2 separate regions of the Mus musculus genome follow, and region 1 is linked to region 2. The links are chromatin contacts, called in public Hi-C maps. All regions are on one chromosome and are shown on one strand. The core of a region is the stretch at or near the end of the contact, and the rest is flanking DNA. Distances in the headings are between cores, read along the strand shown. Region 1 has its middle 160 kb from the start of Gm46016. Region 2 overlaps Gm46016 (a long non-coding RNA gene).

What was found. A called contact is a pair of places that touch in the nucleus more often than the background predicts.
Region 1: a Hi-C map of myocytes shows a contact between it and region 2, with 2.3 times the contacts expected there. The contact joins two enhancer-like sites. A contact is called at or near these places in 2 of 484 Hi-C or Micro-C datasets (myocytes and nephron progenitors) and 2 of 115 datasets of contacts at active chromatin or transcription factors (embryonic stem cells and neural progenitor cells).

What each region holds. Positions count from the first base shown.
Region 1 is chr7:36,324,751-36,329,888 of GRCm38.p6, reverse strand. No RefSeq gene overlaps it. Among named protein-coding and RNA genes, the nearest start is that of Gm46016, 160 kb to the right of the region's middle. Within about 2 kb of position 1,473, at least 7 of the 459 cell types and tissues checked have an H3K27ac peak or open chromatin away from gene starts, as enhancers often do. A contact at or near this core is called in myocytes, where this site is marked.
Region 2 is chr7:36,176,317-36,181,771 of GRCm38.p6, reverse strand. The region is part of intron 1 of Gm46016 (a long non-coding RNA gene); the gene reads right to left. Among named protein-coding and RNA genes, the nearest start is that of Gm46016, 7.7 kb to the right of the region's middle. Within about 2 kb of position 3,686, at least 6 of the 459 cell types and tissues checked have an H3K27ac peak or open chromatin away from gene starts, as enhancers often do. A contact at or near this core is called in myocytes, where this site is marked.

The DNA.
Region 1 (5,138 bases), core at 224-2,723, 150 kb before region 2:
TTCAATGTTGTTAAATCCATCTTCTCAATTCAAGAATGTTATTTGAACAATTCATCATTTATAGAGAGCGCCAGCTCAGGCTCCCACGTATTGTGTTCCAGCATGCCACCGCCACAGTGGTCAGCAGCCTCGTTTATAATACCCCCACAATAACCAAAAGTTAACCCAGAAGGTTTGACGTAAGCCAAATGGGACAGAAAGGGACTGGTTGGGTCGTCCTAGACTAAGTAACCCACCTGACCGTCGAACAGAAACGACACCAGGGCATGCCTGATTCCTAAAGAAAAGTCACGTTATAGTCTAACCAATTTATAAACATGAAATATGCATGTTTAATTTGCACTTAAAAGTTTAATTGAATGTAGACGACTCTACTTGCTTTCTTCTTTGCTAACCCTGGCTAACCCATGAATGATTAAAGAGAAACCTGAGGACTCCTGTTTCCCCGTTATTTTTCTCTTCCCAAACACCATCTCCACAGCTTCCCAAGTCCGCTTCCCATTGAATTCTGAGCAATGACTGGCTACTTTAGCAATTAAAATCCAGGGGCAAAGACACAGCAGCTTCGTTGGGCTGAGAGACTCCGCCATTCATCATCTCAGCTGCCATAAAATAGCACTAGATGGAATCTTTGATTTTAGCTTTAGAAGAACATAAATCAAAATCTAAAGCGAGACTGTCAGAGGCATCACCGGGATTATCCATTGGAGAGGGCCTGCAGTCCAGGGCACTCGCCTCTATTGTTCCCAATGAACTCACCTCCTGATGCATGGAGAAAAGTCCTAGCCAAGCACTTGCCGTTTGTATAAGTACTTTATCCTAAGTGACCCATAAAAAGACTCTCAAATATGAGGTTTGTAACTACAGTCATGGTAATTGTATGCTTGGTATATCTGAATACAAAATCAATGGGCTGGCCCAATAAGGAGGCACCCTCCTCGGTCCAGTCTCTTGCCCTCGTTGCCTGGTCAGCTCTCTTGCTATGTGCTATCTGAGTCCCAGAAAGGGGCTAGAGTGCAGAGGGGATTTGGGTAGATGCACCTGTCATGCCTCCTCTCTAGTGAGATGCTGGGGACGCTGAGGATGGTGACCGTGATGGAGGAGATGCAACCAGAAGAACTCCATCTTTAAGAGGAAGAAGTGGGCTTTGCATTTATCAACGCCCAAAGACATCACTCACACTCAATTAATAGGACAAAGGAACGTTAACACATCCTGAGCTACTGAACAAGTCAGAGAAGAGAGGAGCCCAAGATGGCCTGGATGTGGTGCTAAAAAAAAAAAAAAAAAAAAAAAAAGTCTGCTAAATTCTCACACTAGGAGAAGAGCAGAGAGACTGTCCCAGCACCCAGCCTTCCAAATCTATCTTGCAGCTCTGAAGGAAAGACGACAGTGGCCTCTAGATCCAGAATGTGCCATCCCAGCCAATGGTTGGTCAGAATGAAAAGATTTGATGCTTATGACTCATAAGGAAATAGGCCAGCATTTTTTTCCCTCTGTTGCTTCTGAGGCTTTTAGGCCAATGGCCCAGAATAGCATCTAGCAATAATGTGTCCAGGAGCAGAGGAGACTCATTATAACCCCTAGCTGAAAGCATTCCATCAGAAGGGCACCCTTTTCTCAACGTCACAAGCCCAAGCTCTCTAGACTCTGCTAGCTGGCCCAGTGGTGCTCTTCCCCTCTGGTCACCCCAGCCACCCCTTGTCTTTCACTGTGCCTGTGACATTCATGGTTCCAAGGCAGCTGGGGTGCTAGTTTGTCTTCAGTGAGCTGTGGAGTCAGTTTTCAAGCAAACAGCTGGTACAACGGATGGCGCTACCCAGAAGATAAACAGCGTGCCGGGCTCCACAGGCATCTTGACTGCTAATTTGAAGTGAAAGAAAGACGTGCCATGGTAAGCCAGAATCTCCCATGGAATGTGAATCCCACAGCTACCTTCCTCCAGCCATGTATTACATCAATACAGAGTGATGGTCTGGACAAGAGCTGCCATTGAGGGCAGACACCAGTTTTTGTTCAAATATACTCCATCTCCCCAAATGCGAGCCAGGTATCAGCTGCATGGCATGGCTTCTAGACCCACTTCACAGCTCATATACTCAGGAAAGCTTCACCAAAATGTCACACACGACGTGGTCCCCAGAAGTCCTGATCTTGGGGTGGTCCATGAATGTGGGAATGCTTACTTACAAATCTCTTACTGTTCTGATGAGAACACCGAGATCTCTGTTCTAGATCTGCAACTCGACAACATTTTGACTCTGGAATTTGTAATGACGGCAGTCAGTCATGGACCCAAAAGCTACATTGGCATACTTTCTGAATAAAGGTAGCTCTCACACTTCCCCAAACATACTTCTTTCTGCACCCAATGGAGGCTATTTCTAAGATCCACAACTGGCCAACAGCCAGAGGATAGCTGACCATGGAGTGTCCAGCCCAATGTGGGGGGGTCTCTGTAAAATAACCTCCATACTTAAAGCTGTGAGAACATCTCAGAATGGGGCACAGGGGACAATGGAGGGAGAGAGAGAGAGAGAGAGAGAGAGAGAGAGAGAGAGAGAGAGAGAGAGTTCTAAACATGGGAAGAGATGCTGCACACATGAGATCTCAATAATATGGTTGCCTGTAGAAGACCATACCAGTCAAGCTGTCAACGTGAATTGGGGTGGGGGTGAGTTTATAAGGCCCCATCCCTAGATAAAGAACTACAGACAGTCAATGGTTGCTGAGAGTGGGAGAATTCATTTATTCAAGGGCCAGTGACCTCACAGGGTTCACAAGCCTAAGCGACCATTCCTAACACACTTATGTATGAGCAACATGATTGGGCTCAATAGATTATACTTGTGTGTGTGCATATGCATTTTTATGTGTCTATATGTGTGTGTGTGTGTGTGTGTACGTGTGTGTGTGTGTGTGTGTGTAAACACTAATTGGACTCAGTAGATTACACACACACATGTCTTTGTGCACACGTGTGTGTGTACATATGTGTGTGTACATGTGTACATGTGTGTGTGTGTACATGTTTGTGTGTGTGTGTGTGTAAACATGAATTGGACTCAGTAGACTGTATAAATATATACAGTGACAATTCTAGAAGAAGCCTTGAATACTAGAAGGGGATATGGGAATACAGAAGGACCATAAGAAACTGGAGCAAGCAATTAGAGGGGTGGAAGTGATGTAAACACATTGTACTCACGTGGAATTCTCCAAAACGTAGAATTAAATTTTAAAATGAAGGCTCATCATTGAGGCTCAAAATTGCATTTCCTGAGCAGGGAAGCAGAGCTGCGGGAGATGCTGGCCTATTCACCTAAGGTGTATTCATCTGTAGGAAGAAGCCCACTGCCTGCTCCCACGTCTAGAGCATCTTCAGGGCACAAACTGGATGTCCAAAACGTGGTGGTGCATGCCTTTAATCACAGCGCTTGGGAGGCAGAGGCAGGCAGATATCTGAGTTTGAGGCCAGCCTGGTCTATAGAGTGAGTTCCGGGACAGCCAGGGCTACACAGAGAAACCCTGTCTCAAAAAAACAAAAACAAAAACTAAAGGTCAGTGGCAAGAATGAAGCATTGCTCCTTTTTGTGAACCTCTAGCTCAATACACGCCCGTCACATCTCTGATCTGTTTCACCTCCAGCGCTTCACCACGTGTGGCATCTTTCAAGACAGTCCAAGTCAAGGAAGGAACATGTGTATTGACAGCCTTCGCTGGCCACTCTGGATGCTCTCCTTTGATGCTACATCCAAACTCAACAGCAGGTGGCTTCAAGTCAGTCGCAGTGCGGACTCTGAAAGTTGATGAACACTCGTAGTGTGGAGTATTAAAAAGCAGCCCTCTGGCTTAGCATTTGAAAGAATACTCAGCCCTTGCACAGTTCTGTGACATCTAAAATTCATTTCTTGAAAAATATGTCTTGTGAGATGCTCAGATCTTCCAGAGTTGACATAATTTGTTATTATACAGTCCCCCAAAGATCATATTCATTGGTATCTCTAAGTGTTGGGAAGCCATCAAGCACACGGTCGCTCATACAAGGTTTTTTTTTTCTTTTTATTCAAAATTCTTGAATTTTATCATTGGCAACAAACATTGTCAGTTATTTTCTTGGAAGTGACAGAATTAATTTGTTCATTTTCCAGATCACGTCTGCCAAGCAGTCAAGTTTGAGCACCCGTAGTTTGTCAGCTGTTCTTTAATTTAAAAATGGTGCTCTTCTTTGGAAGAAGCAAAGCCCCAGCTTGAAAGCTCAAAGGTCACTCAGGTATCTCTGACTGATCCAAACTGAAGACATCTCTACCTAACCTTTACTATATTAGAGTGTTCAAAAGGTCCAGCCTTGAAGATGGAGATTTAGCTTAGTTTTTATTATGATGATGTATATGTGTATGTATATGATGTATATGTATATGTATGTATTGTATATGTATGTATATATGTATATGTATGTATGGTGTGTGGGTGCAGTTCCAATAGGGACCAGAAGAGGGTGGAATATCCCATGAAGCTAGAGTTGCAGACAGCCATGACCCACCAAAGTGGGTGCTGGGAACAGAACTTGGATCCTCTGCAAGAACAGTACGGGATCTTCAGCACTGAGCTCTCTCCCCAGCCCCTCAAAGGTTGAGATTTAGGAAAAGGAAAGACTCTCCTGCTTTCCTTCTGTGACGTCATAGAACAAGCAAGCTCATTCTGTGACAGTCAGTCACACTTCTCGTTCCTGGGACCTGGCAAAAACAACTAAGGGCAGGTGGGGGTTGTCTCGTTTATAGTTTCCATTTATGGTTGCTCAACCCAGTGTGCCAGGAAGGAATATGGGATGTTATAGGCTGTAGGTTTGTGTAGTGCAGAAGCCAAGATTGAAAGAGGAGTGAAGAATAAAGCAAGATGTTGTGCCATAGAGCAGGCTGCCCCCATCTCCCTCTTCCCACCATCTCCCACCTTCTCTTACCATGTCCCACCTTCTCTAGTGGCACAATTTCCCAAGAGACTATTTTATCTTATCTTATCTTATTTTATTTTATTTTATTTTATTTTATTTTATTTTATTTTATTTTATTTTATTTTATTTTATTTTTGAGGTGCAAGCTGACAGGCTGTTCCTGCACCGAGAGCTCCTGAACCCAGGA
Region 2 (5,455 bases), core at 2,437-4,936:
TTCACTGTGGCCCTAACAATCTTTTGATTGTCCCCTCGTCCTCTACAATCCCTGAACATTATGGGAAGAGGTTGTGATGTGGCTGACTCATTAAGAGCTAAACACTCCATAATATCAGACAGACTAATGGACAAACGAACAAACAGATATCCACTTTTTTACTAGTATTGATAGCTGAAGCAATAATATTTCACCAATGCTCATGTTTGGGGTAAAACTTTTCCAATTCAAATGAAAGCTAATTAAGAACTATAAAATGGCTTCTATGCCAACTACTAAAGGGTATCCATGACTATAACTAATAACTGAAAAAAATTAACATTAACTGTTCTCATGGCCCACCCTAAATGTCATTATGCATGAGTGTTGCATATGCATCTACTGGGCAAGCAGAGCCACTGTGGGGGCCTTGAAGGGAAGAAAGGATGTCAGTAAGGGCATGTTTTCTGGCTGTCCATGGGTTGCGGTTTGCATCTGAAACAACTTTACAGGCTCCTGCTTGGCACAGTTCTCAGGATCTCCTGCTTGCCTGAAAGCTTGTGGGGCTTTTAAGAGGTGAGCCTGTCTGGCACAAGATCATCAGCCGTGGCCTTTAGGAAGTTAGGGTCCATCCCAGGTTCTAGTCTCACTCTCTGCTTCCTGGCCAGCCCTGTAGGCAGCTCCCAGAACCATGAGCTGAGCTTCTACCTCCCATGATGGGCTGAAGGCAATCCTCCCACCCATACGTCGTTTCTGTTAGGATTTTGGCAGAGTAACAGGAAAGGAACAGATGATGTAAAACAGGCCAAGGAGGTAGTTTCTGCTTGTTAACTGTAGCCATAGCACTGCATCCTGTCTAAGCCTGGGAGCTAAGCTGGTTGGGCCTACTTAATAAGTGCATATGACCAGGGTAGATTGAGGAGAAGCTGGCATTAAGAATAGCTTGACTCTGAACTGACAATCCATGAGTGTACAAGGCCAGAGAGCAACAGAAAGCAGCCCAGGGTACAAGAATTTTGATGACTAGATGTCATGGCCCTTTGGATCCTTGGGAAATCCTTGCAGACTCTATTGGTTAACTGCAAAGCTGGAAATCATGGCATTCACTCAGGCTAATGTTAGCAGAAATTCTGGGCCACTTCTCTGGGAAACACAGAAGAATATTAGAAAGACAATTTACATATATAGGTTAAAACATGTTAGAGAAATTGGATTTTTGAGACACTGGGTGCCTTCACTCATTGAAAAACCCTTTGGGGATACATCAGGAAACTATTTGTGAAAAGCATTAAGATGTCACAGGTAGAGGTCTAAGAGCAGGACAGACAGGGGGAGGTTGGATGGAAAGAAAGTACCACGGTCAAGGGTTTACCCAGAAGTACCAAAGGAAACACTGTGACCTTAGCTATGTTCAGCTTTTTATGACTGCATGCCTTTGGGTCTGGTTCTATCTCACTGAAAGATACAGGGAAGATACTATTTCATGTCTGTGAGTGGGGATGAGGTTGTATGACTTTTGCCAGCCAATGAGCTCTGAGCAGCAGTGTTTTTTCTGACTTCTGGGTTCCATCACTTGGCTGCCCATTGGAGATGCCATGCTGTTCACTCAATGGTCCCAGAGTGAGGACACCTGGAGCAGAACCTGGCTGACGCCTGACAGGCACAGAGCATTCGAAAGAAAGGCTGTGGATTGTCACCAGCCATTAAGAACTGGGGGCTGGTGAGATCCCTACCCACGGACCCAGGGATCAGATTCGGTGCTGGCAAGAGGGAAATATAACAGGAATAACATAAATAATACATGCGTCCATCTCATCTTAAAATCATTAAACCTCTCTGAGCTGCAAATCCACCCTACAGAAGTACATCTCCCAAACTAAAGCCAGAATACAATTGGTGAAAATCTTCAGAGTCAAAGTCTGAACTAAGGGTCAAAAGCATGTGTCAAAATGATATTGGCTCGCATTCCGGTGTTGTTACAGGTCAGCAGTGTGCCCAGGGTGATTTGTTTCAGTCTCTAACTCTTATCTCCTGTATCTGCAAGGAAGGGGTGCACAGCCACTGATCTGTGCCCCCATTTCACCACCGAGCTGCTAGGAGAGTACATTCAATGCTGCATTACAAACTCCAGTAAGAGGCAATTACCCCCTCCATGCCTCTGCTCTCCCCTCCCCTTCTTCCCTGCCCTCCTTTTCTTTCTTCTCCCCTTTCCTACCCCTCCTCCCCTCCCTCCTCCTCTTCAGTCTTCCCCTCTCTTCCCTCTCCCCTTCCTCTCCAGTCTTCCCCTCCCCTCTCTCCCCTCCCCTCCCCTCCCCTCCTCTCCCCTCCTCTCGTCTCCTCTCCTCTCCTCTCTCCTTTTCTCTCCTCTCCTCTCCTCTCCTCTCCTCTCCTCTCCTCTCCTCTCCTCTCTCCTTTTCTCTCCTCTTCTCTCCTCTCTTCTCCTCTCCTCACAATGTCAATTCCTCAGTCACATTTTTTCCACTCCAAAAAGCATGGCTACAGCCCAATGAGCAACCAAGGGGGTGGGGGTTCATATAGAGCAACAAACCCCACCATATAAAAAACGAATACATGAAAATATCTGTTTTAAAAGCACAAGGCAAATTTGATTGCCAGTCTTGTCATAATTATGGAAGAAAGCACAATAAATAGACACGAGGTGGTAACGTGTGCTCTCTTGAAAGGGGAATTCTTGGTGATTTTCTTCTGCTTTTGCATTTTTAAATCGTCCTGAAATGGAGCAAATGTGAGGGTCTAAAAGGTCTTCACTAGTTTGAAATCCCAACAAACTCCAGCTCCCTCCCCCATAGCTAGCCCTGGGACACTGGGTAAGTCACTCAGAGTTGGGTTTCTTACCTGCTGAGTGAAAATCCTATGTTTAGCTCATGGTACCATTTTGATATAATCAATCATATTACAACTATTACAATGTCATAGACAGCCAGTGCACATTAGCTCCTTCCATTAAAGTTTTACCACATCTGTCTTCTACGCTGGGAAAAATACTTTTTCATTATTCTATTTTATATTACACATACGAGTATTTTGCCTGCATCTATGCCTGTGTAGCACACACATGTAATGCCCACAAAAGCTAGAAGAGGGCGTTTGGATCCCCAAAATTACAGGCGACCCTGAAGCTGTGTGTGGGTTCTGAGAATCCAACCCAGGTTCTCTGCAAGAGCAGCCACTGCTCTTCACTTCTGAACCATCTCTCTAGCCATGGAGACAAAGAACATTTTTAAAATCTAACATAAAGCTTTTGACGGCAGAAGGGTTGTGTCATGTATTGAGCCCTTGACTAAGGAAGTTCACGGTCCCAGGTCAGATCCAAGCAGATCAGAGCCACAGTCCACATAGAAAGCAGTCACACCTGAACCAGAGCAAAGAGCTGACCCAAATCACTCCAAGACAGGCCCTTGGTGTAGGCTGCTAGCTTCCCCAAGGTCAGGGCCAGCACACTGGGGGGAGTGCAAGGGCCCCCCCTCCTGGCTGCTGCCCCTGCAGCAGCTGGCTTGCCCATGTGATGGATGGGAATTACAGCAGTTTTCAAGAGACCAACAGAAGGCGGGCTGTGTCCTGATAAGCTGTAACAACAGTTGTAAAGTTCTAAGGAGACCGGAGGGTCCCCACAACCACACACTTCCCGCGGCTGTGGCTGCGTAATTATAGCATTGACAGCTGGGCAGCCCAGGGACATGACTGGAATAGACTAAGCCGTGGGCATATGGTACTGCTGATGGCAGGGCCAGTCTCCCACCCCTGCTGGCCAGGTTCAGCTGCATCTTCAAGGCCTGGCTGTCAGGAGACCATTAAAGGCACTGACACTGTACAGGGGGCGTGGGCCCAAGGGAGGACTAGGATATAGTTTCCAAAGCCTCTGAGGTATCCAGTGCCAGCACACAGTAGGCATTTTGCAATTACCAGTAGAGTCTGACATGGCAGTGACACATTCCTGAACACTTAGTTGTTCAGTCTGCTCGGACTGCTGAGTCTATGAGTTGAAGCCCAGGCTTTTGAGCACACAGAACACTCTCTGGTCACTGTTGGGGTCCGTGAATCACTGAAGAATGATACCCCAGACTCAAATAGTATGTAAAAGCAAAGAATATTTATTTCCTGCATTCAGAGGCCCAATTCCATCAGGAAGGAAGGACCACAACTGAATTCACAGATTCAGTTTTAAAGCCAGTAAGAGGAACCTTAGGGAAGGATAGGTGATCTATATCTTGATTGGTGGGTTCTATCTCTGGGGGTACTGGGTGATGCTATGATTGGTTAGTCTTGCTTCAAGCATCTTTGACTATTTTTGCTTTATTCAAGGGAGGTTAGCTCTTGGCCTAACTCTTGACTATGAGCTTGGCTAACTGTCCAAGCTGGGGAGGGGTAAATAAGCCTGCAGTTGTTCCAGTAACTGACTTGCCCAGTTCCAGGAAGTAGAAACTCATGCCTGGTCTCCTGAACTACTGGTTTGCAGCCTGTCATGGAGTCAGCCTGGCTCAGGCCAATTCACTCCTTTCAGTCATGACCCCTCTGAGTTGGTTCACTGGGTTCTCAGGCCATGGAATCACCTGCAGCCAGGCAGAAGAAACTCATCACCTTTCTACCTCCCTGCCTCCTACAAGACCTCCCCTTGGTTGCAGGCCATGTGTTTGTCCCCTTGTGAAAGAGGAGCCTTGCCTTCCTCACTGGACGTAGCCATTCATTCAACCACTGGCTCAATAAATTGAGTATCTATGATAGGCCAAGTGTTACTTAAAGTACTGGAGAGGAACAACTTCAGGATCTATTCGAGCCTTCAGTTTCCAAAAGTTCAGCCCATGATCAGTCCACTTGAGAGAGGAGTAAGGAGAGGGACAGAGGGAGAGAAAGAGACAGGGAGACAAAGAGATAGAATATGCTAGAAGGAGCCCTTCAAAGACATGCCCCTGAGTGGCCCACAGTTCATAGTGGTCCATACAGAGTCCATGCCCTGAACACATAAGTCTTCAGAGGGACACTGAGCCATCATGTGTCCCTCTGAAGACTTATGCTAGATACTGACCTAGACAGACCCAGCATCGGAGGACTCCAACTGGAACAAGAGAAAGGGGCTACTAAATGAGAAACTTCAGAACCAGACCCTGGATTTAAACGACTCTAAAGTGCTAAAATATGTGTGTGGTAAGGAGACCCAGGTGAGTCTTAAGAAATTAAGGAAGGCCTGGGGTGATGGCTCAGTGGGTAAGAACACTGACTACTCTGCTCTTCAAGAGGACCCAGGTTCAATTCCCAGCACCCACATGGTGGTTTGCAACCATCTGTAATCTCTAGTTCCAGAGGATCTGACTTTCTCTTCTGGCCTCCTCAGGCACTAGGCACACACATGGTGCAGACAAAAGAATCATATACATAATATAAAAGTAAGTATTAAAGAAATTTCCAGAAAGAAAATAAGGTACTGAGCTAATGAGAATTAGGTGGAGTATAGCTCTGT